Regions from separate parts of the Mus musculus genome. Here region 1 is linked to region 2. The links are chromatin contacts, called in public Hi-C maps. All regions are on one chromosome and are shown on one strand. The core of a region is the stretch at or near the end of the contact, and the rest is flanking DNA. Distances in the headings are between cores, read along the strand shown.

What was found. A called contact is a pair of places that touch in the nucleus more often than the background predicts.
Region 1: a contact with region 2 is called in a Hi-C map of uterus, with 2.4 times the contacts expected there. The contact joins two enhancer-like sites. A contact is called at or near these places in 5 of 484 Hi-C or Micro-C datasets (embryonic stem cells, morula, muscle stem cells and 1 more) and 2 of 115 datasets of contacts at active chromatin or transcription factors (embryonic stem cells and heart atrium).

Annotation. Positions count from the first base shown.
Region 1 is chr6:141,376,604-141,383,231 of GRCm38.p6, reverse strand. All of the region lies in intron 1 of Pde3a (phosphodiesterase 3A, cGMP inhibited), which reads right to left. Among named protein-coding and RNA genes, the nearest start is that of Gm10400, 39 kb to the right of the region's middle. Within about 2 kb of position 1,496, at least 53 of the 459 cell types and tissues checked have an H3K27ac peak or open chromatin away from gene starts, as enhancers often do. A contact at or near this core is called in muscle stem cells and uterus, where this site is marked.
Region 2 is chr6:141,309,931-141,316,163 of GRCm38.p6, reverse strand. The region is part of intron 1 of Pde3a (phosphodiesterase 3A, cGMP inhibited); the gene reads right to left. Among named protein-coding and RNA genes, the nearest start is that of Gm10400, 28 kb to the left of the region's middle. Within about 2 kb of position 4,338, at least 20 of the 459 cell types and tissues checked have an H3K27ac peak or open chromatin away from gene starts, as enhancers often do. A contact at or near this core is called in muscle stem cells and uterus, where this site is marked.

The DNA of each region.
Region 1 (6,628 bases), core at 247-2,746, 70 kb before region 2:
TCAGTAGTTTATACATAGTGTATTGTACATGAATAGTATGTTCTTTGTGGGGAGCTAAAAGGTCTTGAATGAATGTGTATTACTAACAAGAACATGGCCATGATAAGGACACCAATGTCTCTGACCCATGGAAATGGACAGGCCTTCCCTGAGTCAGGCTCAGAATGACAATGCCTACCCCCCTCAGAGTACAGATGCTGACAAATAATTAACCTTTCACTAAAGGCAGTGTGTGCAGTATCAACTGCAGCTTCCTCATCCAGGATGTTGACTACAACCTGAGACCACATCTCTTCAGAGACGTCTCACCCCACCTCCTCCCTGATGCTGTAGCTGATACATGCACTGAGTTTCCTGACTGCTGCTGCTGTGTCTCCATCACAGTCCATAGCTCACACCATCCCTTCTGCTCTGTATGGGTGCCTGTCATTTCTTCACTCCTGTTCACCCCAGCCAGATCAATTCCAAAGCTGTGGAGTTCACAGCAGTTCCTTCTATAAAAGCACACCTCGGGTTCCACTCGGTTTGTTCTATCATAGTGTTCACAAATGTGTTGTTAGCATCAGTTTGTGGGATGTTAAAATCCCAGCTCCGGTTGCACTACCATAAAAATGAGTTTAGGGAGGTCAGATATCTTTTCCTTCCTCTGTGGCCTCAGTTGTAAATTGGCTTGTATCTATCAATGTACCTTAACGAGCAATGTCTCATTATTAAATTACTACAGATACAGCAGGACCCAGAAAGATAACGGACATATCGGCATCTCAAACACTAAAACATCAATCACAAAAGAAGGAGTCGTTTAAATGGAAACAGAGAATCCCTATAGCAGTAAATGGGATTCTAATTCACTAATCCTGGTTGGCTTCTAGATCTTCTGTGTGGTTGACTATGACTCTGATCCAAGGAGTCACTACTGATCCAGGGCCAACAACCCAAATGCCACTATAAGTGTGCACCATAGTGCACTATTCACCACCATTATCCGTGCCATTCAAACCACAGAACGCTCCCATATCCTCCATGAAGCCAGATGCTGGGTTTCAAAGGTAGGAATGGAGTGGAAGCAGAGGTGCTCTGAAGTGTGGGGGAATAGCTCAGGTATGTCCTATTTTTCAAGTCCTGCTCTAGAGCATGGGTCTGTCCTCACAGACACCCTCCCTTCCCATCAGACGCCAGAACACCACCAGCTGGCCGGGTAGAATCTGAAAAATATTGTGACTGTAGACTTTTTTCACTTTAAAGTTACACACACAAACACAAAATGTCTGCTTCTACATTTTAGTCAGCCATCTCCCATATGAAGTGATGGGCTTAAACAGTAAAATAATGATATAATGGGAGGAAAGGAGTCTTGCCCCTGGCATCGGGTATTATAAACAGCAAGGAGTGCCAGCGTAAACCTTTCTGCAAGAGACTATGTTCTTTGTCAAGCCATGTCTTCTTTTTAAAATATGCTTGCTGCCATATGTCAGTGCTGGGCCAGCTGCAGTGCTAAGAGGAGCCTTGACTCGAGTTGTATAATGTTTTACAGGTTTGCCTCGGGGGTCACTCTCTGCGAGGCCTTTACGTCACAGTGAGAACTCTGACAAACAGAGAACAGAAAGATGCCAAGAAAGGCAGAGTTGGAGAGGGGAGGACTGACGGGGATGGAAAGGAATACTGCACAGTGCTCACAGCCTCTATTTATCTGGCCCCCGCCTAATGCCAGAAGCAATGTTTTCATTACTAAGAGAAGGAAAGAGAGGGCAGGGACAAGCATGAGGTTATGTAAACATTATCAGCAAATATAAGATTAGAAACACTCAGCTAACCCTCCTGGCTATCTAATCAGAAAGGGTAAAACAGTAAAACATGCATCTTTGCAAACGTTTGGTATTTAATTATGCACCCGCCATCGTATCCATCCTGGTAAAAACACAAAGAAAATGTTTCCTAGTTAGATTAATATGTGAGTACATCTCGAGAGCTCTGCGGCTGGCTTCGCGGAGAGCCTCAGAGGCAGCAGTGCCGAATCTCGTCCTATTAATACAAACTCAAGCTGACATAAAATACGAGTCAGTAAAGCTGAGCATGAAATCACTTGAAGAACAGTGCTACAGTAAATGGCATTAAATGTTTTCAAAAGCAGAGTGGACGATAGCGTTTCCTGAGCCGCCTCTACTCCCACAAGAACCACATGCCTCATTATAAACCTATTAAGTGGGTTTTAGATCATCTGCAGAGCCTTAGGCTGTTCTTCCAGATGCTTAGAGGTCCAGAAGGCTCGGTACACAGGCCGTTATTCAATTCCCTCTGTTGTCTTGCTTTCATCACAACAAACTCATTTGATATGAATGCCAATTTTCCAGTGACTTTTAAGTTCCTGGTTACAGTATGGAAACTTATGCACAGATGAACTTTCAGAAAATTTCAATGTAGGCAAGACAGGAGGGGAAAAGGATGGTGATTCCTAGTGGGAGAGAGGGATTTGGGCAGAGACGGTAGGGAACAGCAACTAAGATCAAAACACCTTGTATACATGTAGGAACCTTTTCAATAAATAAATGTAATTTGTAAAAAGAAAAATACAAAGCCATCTCAATAAGAAAGAAAGAATACTGGCTGGTCAAAGAAAGCCTCAAAGCCTCTAGATGAGACCCAACAGAGTTGCTCACAGAGACCTTGCAGCCAGAGGAAGATGGGAGAGGCCCAGGACATAAGAGGTGAAGATTCCTGCTACGGGCATAAGCCAAAGTATAAGAAGCTCGAAACTGCACATGTTGACTACATTGCAATGTCTCCATCCTTACAGAAATGCCAAGGAATTATTTTTGTACCAGTTGAGAGGAGAAAGGAAAGTTAGCTATGATTGTTTCACGTTTTTATTAGTAATTATCTTTGTTCTAAATTGATGCCAGCATCCAAGGTTTCTTCTACCACGAACAGAGACCCTGAGTCTGTTTCAGTGCTTTTTCATCTTCAGAGACAGAAGGGTTGCTCTTCTACAGTTGACTGCACCAACAAACAAAGCTATGCTTCTTTACTCTTGTTTTATATTCTCCTGGTCTTGCCAAATCTTCTCTCCCTCCCCTGCAACCGAGAGACTCCTAGCATACTCCTCGCAGCACATGTGAGAACACCCAGCCAAGAATCTAATAACACCTTCCAAGAAAAGCATAGAAATATTTTGTAAAGTGGGTAATTTTTTCCCTGAAATAGTCGAACCATAGAGGCAACTCTCAGCCTTCTGTGTGTTAGGGTGGTATGCATACACTAGCTTGCAAGGCAGTGAAGTTTATCATGTCTATACTACCCTGTCCTCTAGTGTGCAACTGGAGTGGCCTGGGCCTGTGATGCTATTGGGAGAAGGTTTAATCTCATCCAAAGGTGGGTCTACCAGGAGCACCGGCTGGGGCTTCAGGAATGTGCTAATGAAGAACACATCAGTGTTCCAGTTCCTTTTGGTCTCTTTGCTTCCTGTCCACTATGCAGTGAACAGGACTTTTCCACCACAATCTCCTACCATGATGCTCTGTGAAATCCCAGGGCATAGGAAGAGAGCAAGCAGCCATGGACTACAACCCTGAGGCCCATGACCCAAAGAACACTTCTCTTTTGTTGATCGTCTCGTGTTTTGCAGCAAGAGGAAGCTGTATAATGCAAGATTTTCACTCAGTCTACATGCAGAGAACACTAATGTTACACAGAATAAGAGCCAAAACCCGTAAGTGGCAAGTCATACAGACAGGAACTCATGCTGCTATGGAATGACAATTCTGACATTATGGGGTCCCTGTTTAAGGCACAATTTCTATTCTTCCTCAACAGGACATTTTTGAAAAGATAGTATTAGAGGTACATGTCAAGGAAATGAAAGATGACATTAAAAAAAAAAGGCTCAAGAGAGCTTGGAATCTCTCCCCTGGCTTTTATAAAGAAATGACACCAGGATCATTCTAGAAGTCAACATGGCAGTCCCTCAAATTATGCTTTTTCAGAAACCTTAGAGACTCTCCAACAAGGGGCTGGAGCAATAGCTCCATGATTGAGAGTTCTCATACAGAGGATCCAAGTTTGGATTCCAGTACCCACATCAAGTAGCTTACAACCAATAGTAACTCCAGCTCCTGAGAATCTGATATCCTCTTCTGGCCTCTGCAGGTACCTATACTCACATGTATATACCCACATACATAGATATAAATAAATTAATACATATTATTAAAATATCTCTTAAATTAAAAATAGTGATAAAAATACAAATAATAAATAACATGCCTTCACATTATCCCAATTATGCTATATGAGTGACTACATTCAATCTTCTCAACATGTATATTACTATGCCTATTATACAGATGAGAAGACAGAGGTATAAAGGGGCTAGTTACTTGCCCAGAGCTCCAAAGCAGTGCTAAAGCCTCATCCTTTGGCCACAAGAAGGCACTACTTGGTGACTAACACAGAGGAGGAGGTAAGTTAGATTGGAGACACAGGTGAGACTTCCAAGAGCGTCAAAGATTTACTCTAGGATAAACAATTACAATAAATGTTCAATTTTAGTTATGTATATGTCTATAGAGTTACAATCTTTATTTAGAGTCAAAATAATGTAGTCATTAAAATATACTTTACCATGTATTTTTAATAGGCCAAAATAGGATATAATTAATAATGTAACATTTTTCTTTATACCCTTTAGTGTTCATTTATATCTTAATTATTGCACAATTTAAAGTTTTAAAGAACATAGTTACAATACAAGCTTTAGCAGCTTAACTGACGTTAGATATATCCAATCTGCAGATTAGATGATAAACATCATCCTTTCCAGCGAGCACACACTATGAATCTCACACTCTGCTTAACATGTTTAACATATTGTCACATGGTAAAGACACTTGAAGATTCTCTCCTCTGTCTTAGGAAACAAACGTGAACAAATAGTGACCACTCTAGTCTGTTCTGTCCTTATTTATAAACATCTGCACAGATGACCCTTAACATAACTTATAGCCCAGCATTCTTGACCTTGAAAGAGTTCATTCAAGCCCTACCTGCTAAGGACCCCCATCACTAATATCTAAATACTTTGAGGAGTAGAAAACTTTGTTAAATCAGAATATGTCTCCCACTAGGATCTCTCATGTTCTATCTATGGACCTGTACAGGGATAAGGTTCTGCATATGAACTTGACAGTGTTGGTCACGAGTATAAGACCGTACACCCTAGGAAATACTCATACGATTTTGAGTAGGTCAAATACATTCTCCTTCCTTTACAAATATGTTTAAATGCATGAAGCCACCTTAACTCCATAAACATATACATGAAATATTTACCTCATCATACAATATACCATATGTTTTCCTAAAGAAGCACATGGAATTCAAATATACTTAAATAATATGCTAAATTGTTTTGCAAGAAGTTTCCAAGAGAAGACCATCCAATTTTCCTACTATTATTCAAAATTTTTATTTAATATTTAATTTTGTATGTATGAATGCTTTTGTTTGCCTGCCTACCTGTATGTACATTGTATATATGCCTGGTGCCTGAGAAAGCCAGAAGAATATAACCTGTGGAACTAGAGTTATTGATGGTCATTAGCTGACATGTGGGTGATGGGAACCAAGTGGAGATCCTCTACAAGAGCAGCTAGTGCTCTGACCACTGAGCCATCTCTCCAGATCCTTAGAGTTATTTTTAAAACTTCCGGTGATACACTACTATCCACACAAGCATTGTTCTGTAGGGAAATTTCCAAAAGTAACATTCTTCTTTGTGAACTATGAATCTCATTATCATTTTTGGTCCACAGCTCGGGGTATTTCAAAGATCCCATCAGAAGATACCTAGGACACCAAAGACAAATGTTTCAATTCAACATAAGAAAAATCTCCTAGATATTGATGGAGCTATGTAAGTCAACAGTGGTGGTTATCCAGCAACATTATCACCAAAATGACACAAAAGAGTCTTAATTTCTCTTTTAGTTCTGTGACCCCCTTCACCCCACAAACAACAACAACAAATCTTTTAGTGGAGTGTGTGAGAGTAAGAAAGCAAATCTGGAAAGAGGACTAAAGCTGAGGCAGAGAGAAAGGAAAGGGTGGGCTTTCCCGCTGGGCAGAGAGTTGCACAATGCATTCACAATCCCCGAGTCTCACAGTGAACTTGTGGCAGACAACTGGGGGAGCCAGGAGTTTGGGTAGGATGGGAAGACAGATAATCTGAGGCAAGAAGTTCTGTCAGTGTCAAGAGGGACTTTGTGGCGTGGGAGGACACAGAGAGAAAGTACAAGCTTGTCAGAACGATGACCACTCTAACAAACTACTACTAACCTCAATGTCACAAAAAAAGAAAAGATGACATTCTTGCCAGAGTTTTCCCCATGTTTTGCTTCTCCATGTTGGGATTTCACCGTGGGTTGCTCTTTGTCACTGTGCTAGCTCTTCACTGTTCTTTGCTATTGGCATTCATTCTTTGGAATGTTACTCCTACTCACTTGTAGAAATTAATAGATGGCTCCGTGTACAATTTCCAGCCGCTGTCTTGCTATGTTCTGCAGACTCCATACATAGCTAGTTGTTCTCTTGTTCCCCTCCTTCTCTGTTCCTCTCCCCAACCCTCTCATGTGTG
Region 2 (6,233 bases), core at 3,089-5,588:
CAGGCCCTACAGCTGACCTGTGGCCTGTTACTTCAGTAGAAGGCTGATCCACATGCCAGAAAAGACTTAGTGGCAAAACCCAACGTTTTGCATAGTCCTGGGCTATGGAAGAATATGAATCTTTCACCCTAGAATGTTTCTGGGAACAGAAACAGCACGTGTTTGCAATAACACTTCTCACTCCCATTTCCCCAGGTAGGGTTGAAACATTGAGCAAGTACTCTCAACGGTGTTCATCTAAGCTTCAAAGAGAATTTTATTTTTCTTTCCAAAGACCAAGACAGTCTTAGAAGTCTGTCACCTGGGCATCAGGAAAACCATGCCTGCTGTCACAGGTGGATTGTGTTAAAATGCAGATTCTTGTTAACAGTCATCTGGATGGTGACTTGGGGCTGGCAAGCTATGTGAGGACCTGTGGACCGGCCACACTATGAGTAGCCAGACTGTGTCCATCCTTACCTATGGGATGTTACATCGGAATGCCTTAGTTACTGTTTTGTTGCTGTAGAGAGACACCAAGAGCAAGCATTTAATTTGAGGCTGGCTTGCAGTTTCAGGTTTGTCTATTATCATCATGGTGGGAAGCATGGTAGCAGGCATGGCACTGGAGCAGTAGCTGAGGGCTATACCCTGAGCTGAGCCATAAAGCATGCAGGAGAGAGACAGAGACAGAGACAGACAGAGAGACAGAGAGACAAACTGAGACTGTAAAGGATTTTGAAATCTAAAAACCCACCCCCAGTAACACGCCTCCTCCAACAAAGCCACACCTCCTGATCCTCCCCAAACAGTTCCACCAACTGGGGATGAAGCGTTCAAATATATGAGCCTTTAGGGGTCATTTTCAATCAATCTACCACAGAGAACAACAACTTCTCCCTGAAGAAAAATCACACTTGTGACCACTGAAGTTAAGGAAAAGCAGAGACCACAGGGGTGAAAGGCAAGCAGGAAGAACAAAGCTGAGGTTCACTTATTTAACTCTGTTGACTATGCTTTTCTGTAAGGTAGGAAGAATGACTATGCCACCCTGGTGTTTCAGACCCAACCCCTTACACCCCACCCAATGGCCAGCTCAGGACCCCTATCACAAGATGAAAGCATGCGACACTTCCAGTGTGTCCTCATAATGACTGACCCATGAAGCAGCATTTGCAAAAGCAGAGAATAATGGGTCACTAAGCCAGGTGACTTAACCAGAGCTCACCAACAGGAGCCAGCAATCAGAGGCAAGTTTTGTGATTCTATCCTAGAATAGAGTCCATCAACAAATGAATGACATTCACATCATCCATCTTTTCTACTTCCCAGAGAAATCTTTGCAATACTGTGTGTTGAAAGGCAAAGCCTAGGAGCCAGGCATGGTGGCGCACACCTTTAATCCTAGCATTTGGGAGGCAGAGGCAGGCAGATTTCTGAGTTCGAGGACAGCCTGGTCTACAAATTGAGTTCAAGGACAGCCAGGGCTATACAGAGAAACCCTGTCTTGAAAAAACAAAAACAAAACAAACAAACAGAAAAAAAAAACAAAAACAAAAAAACAAAAAGAAAAAAAAAAGAAAAGAAAAGTCAAGCCTAGATTCTACTAGAAGGCATTGCAGAGTCAGAAAAGAATTGAGAATTCTAAAGATTTCACACAAGGGAACAGAGTTTGCTCATCTGTTTATTTTTATTTGTTGTATGACTTTGTTTGCTTGTTTGTTTGTTTTTTGTTTTGAGCAATAGTCTTACTTTGTAGTTCAAGTTGACCTGGAACTTATTATGTAGGCCAGGCTAGCCTCCATCTCACAGTTATCTTCCTCCCTTAGCATTCCCAGTGTTGGGATTAAACATGTACATCTCCAAACCCAGGCTCTGTGTGTGTGTGCCAGTGTGTGTGTGTCTGTACGTACAAGACAGAAGGCCATCTCACTGAACACCAAAACACCTTATAAGCCTTTTATGGAGAAGCTATGTGCAAAAATTGACATGTAGAGACTAGGAGGATGGATCAGTGGGTGAAGTGCTTGTTCTAACAGCACAAGAGCCCCAGTCCAGACACCCAGCATCCACACTAAAAAGTTACTCCTGATGGTACACAGATATAATCCCAGCACAGCTCCTGGAGCTCAGTTGCTGGATAGTATAGGTGAATCAGAAAAATCCAGGTCCAATGAGAGACCCTGTCTCAAAAGAACGAAACAGTAATAAAAGAGAGTGGTAGCAATTTAGAGAAGCACTTAGCAGTCACCTCCAGCCTCTACATATACAAGAGCATGTACCAAGAAATGGGTGTTCTTTTCTCCCTGGAAGAAGAGTCCGGAGGTACAAAAAAAGAACACTGAGATTTGTCTTCCATTAAGGTTTTTATGGAATACTCAGTAAAGATGCCTTTACTGAGGCTGGTGTGTGTGGGCAGGGGTAAGAAATCTTGTGTTCAGAGAAGGCAGACAAACCCAAGAAGAACTCAGTACATGACTTACCTCCAGTAGGAAAGTGTCCCAGTCTTTTTTTCCTTTCTTTCTTCACTGAACATTGGATGCACAGCATATTCTAAATGGCCTCTGCGGCATTATATATTTAAAGCCGTCTCTGGGCATTCTGACAAGGATAATGAGAAAGCTTGTTCTATCAACACAGAGACCTCAGCTGATGTCATGGAGGAGCCCCACACTCAGCTCGCCATCCTTTCCAAATCCTTTAACCTATCCTACTTGCTTCAGACAATTTGTTCTTTTTGTAAATAAGGAGTAAATAAATGCAAGGGTGATGTGTGCCAGGCTGGTTACCTACCACATGGTAAACTACGTTTTCAATGCAAGCGAGGCACTTAGGCTGTTAGGACAGACCATTGCCCATAGATGCAATGCTCACTGTGACCATTAGGGGAAGCTGTATGGAGCATTCCTTGCATGGCATATGGTATTTGGGTGAGCCATACATTGGCAGGAAACTCAAGAGACTGAAGAACCAGGAAATGGGATAATATTTGAAACATAAATAAAGAAAATATCCATTTTTTAAAAAGGAATAAAAAAGAGAGAGAGACTGAAGAACAACTAACTTGAAGCCGGATACGCTTCAAGCCATGACAATTTTGGTGAATAAAGCACTCACAGAACACCATGTCCCTGCATGCCCAAGAGCTGTCTGCATTTGCTATTGTGAGTACTTAGACATGGGAAGACGACTGAAGACGACTGAACACCCGTGTGTAGGAAAGCTGCACACTGCACATGCTCTGCCAGTTTCCTGCTAGCTTCTAGTACTTCCCAAACTCTATGAGGTTCTGGAAGTGACTGCAAGGAATGCCCTAAGAGCATGCGTGGAAGAAGCCAGCATTACACAGGATGGACAATATCAGCTGACAATTGTGTTGTCCTTTATTGCTTTTCTTATACAATATCAAGTAGTCTATCTCATGCTTGGGCCCCTGGAAAACAAACGTAAAACTGAAGACGTATTCATATTTGAATAATATATTCAATTCAAGTTCTTCTTTTCTTTTTTCTTTTGTTTCTTACTCCTTTTATTTTATTTTTTTTCCAATTTTTTATTAGGTATTTTCTTCATTTACATTTCAAATGCTATCCCGAAAGTCACCTATACCCTCCCCTGGCCCTGCTCCCTTACCTGCCCACTCCCACTTCTTGGCCCTGGTGTTCCCCTGTACTGGGGCATATAAAGTTTGCAAGACCAAGGGGCTTCTCTTCCCAATGATGGCCGACTAGGCCATCTTCTGATACATATGCAGCTAGAGACACGAGCTCAGGGGGTACTGGTTAGTTCATAGTGTTGTTCCACCTATAGGGTTGCAGATCCCTTCAGCCCCTTGGGTACTTTCTCTAGCTCCTCCACTGGGGGCCCTGTGATCCATCCAATAGCTGACTGTGAGCATCCACTTCTGTGTTTGCCAGGCACTGGCTCAGCCGTTAAAGGCTAGGCTCACAACCAAAAATATAAAAGTTCTTCTTTTCAAACCCAGAGTTCAAACTTTGTGCTAAAGCTGAACACTCCGATCCGTTTCTAAAGCAATCGATATCTGCCTTTTACCAAAGGCGTTTGCCTGGTGTCTTCCTAGAAATGCGTAACCACTTTCTGTTTGGAGAAACAAAGAAAGAAATAAAAACAGGAGTTATCATCCTTCAAGCTTTGACACTGTTGGCTCCTGGTGCTTTTATGGCTGTAAGAGCAGCCTTTGGGAGCTTGTTTTATTACCTTACCCTGGGTCTGATTTCCTGGGGGGGGAAAAAAAAACCAAGATGGCAGGTCTGGTTGATGGGGCCATGCCCACGCTTATCCACACTGTCTAGAGCACAACGCTAAGCCATCCAACAGTCTCTGATCCACAAGTGACATCTGCAAGTGTTTTCTGAATGCTTGCAGCTGTGTCTCTGACTCAGCTAACAGGCCTAACACTCCACATGGCTGTGCTCTCTGAGTTCTCATGAGAACCATGGCGTGGGCCCCAGCGTTAGTGTGAACCGCTACGGGACCCACAGACTTGAAAATGATCACAGAGAAATAGAGAAAGACATGAGGAGTGGCAGGCCTGTCTTGACTGCTGTACTAGCCACAGTGTCTGAGGACTTGAGTTTACCCTTCAGAACGATAGATGGAAGCAGCATACATTTGTAATCCCAGAGCTGGATGTGGGAGACACATGCCTCTGGGGCTCAGTGGACAGTGGACCAAGCCAAACTGGGGAGACTGGGGAACAACAAAGATAACGGCAAGGATAACTCCAGCTCCATACACAAGTACACTCACACACACATAGGAACACAGATACACACATACATACATATGCACAAGTACACACACAAACACAGACACACATATACAAATATATACATACACACAGACAGACACATAAACATACATACATGCATACATACACACATACCCAAAGACACACATATACACACAGACACACAAACAGATACACACATGTTCATACACACAGATACACACAAACACTCATACACACGCTCATATGCACAACACACACTCATACTAATACACACACACATACACACACAAACATACACATAAACATGAACACAAAAATACATATATATACACACACATACAAACACAAACACACACATATATATATACACAGACCCACATACATTCACAAATGCACACACACACACATATATATATATATGAAGCACATGGTGGAGGACAGTCTGTAAAGATGTCTTCTGTCATACATACATACACACATGCACACACACACACACAAAGTAAAATTGTAAAAATTTTCAAAAACAGACAAACCTAGTGGGTTGCCTTAAAAATGAAAACCGATTAAAGGAACATGTACAAAAAGGATTCATGTTCTATTAAGTCAGAAAAACTACAGCCCCAGATTTCTGTTTGTCTCAAACCGCATGCAATGGTTGGTTTTTAAATTGTAGGGTCAGTATTGCCCAGCTGCAATGCTAACCAATGTGATTCTCCTCTCCTCTGTTTTGAAGACACTGGTGGACGAGGTTGTAAAAGGTTACACTGCCTTCAAAAATTTTAAAGCTTCTTCTTTGCCAAGGGTCGAGTGTTTTAATGACCTTTGGAAGACAATGAGGCAGTGTGCTAAGCCCTGTGTTTAAATATCTAAACCCTCACGAGCAAGCAGCAGAGTCACCTTGGAGAAGCCTCTCCGAGGGCACTGCTCTTCGAGAATACCCTTGTCCTCTTATGTTTACTTGGGAAGGCTATCCCAGCAAACAGTTAAATACCATAGGCTACAAGTCATGGAAAAGGGAGTTTAACTACGGTTCACATAAAACTGTGAACTCAGAAGAAGGTTACTTGGGAAAAACACACAAATAAAATATAAAAACATTTAGGGGGAGCACATCAGAGTTCAAGCCTACGAACATACAACAAAACATAGCAGATGCTGCATTGAGGGGGCTGCCTGAATGTCACAAAAACAGACAGCCTGACCTTGAACACACAAGCTGGGATTTGAAGCTTCAGTGAGATTCAAAAAGGAAACATAGTCTGCCAGCCAAAACTAAACATACATTGACTTTCTCTCTCATAATCCCTTCCTCTCCGGGGCTTTGGTAGTAGGTGCTCAGTAAGGACTCATCGTGCTTTACCTAACTTCTTCCTTAAGGTGGCGCCATTACTTAATATTGTTTTTTGTTTGTTTGTTTTTTTCATCTCTTGGTTTTGATGGATAAATGGCTCTTGGCTTAGAAGTATATGTGACAGAAACTCAGAACATAGACATAGATAAA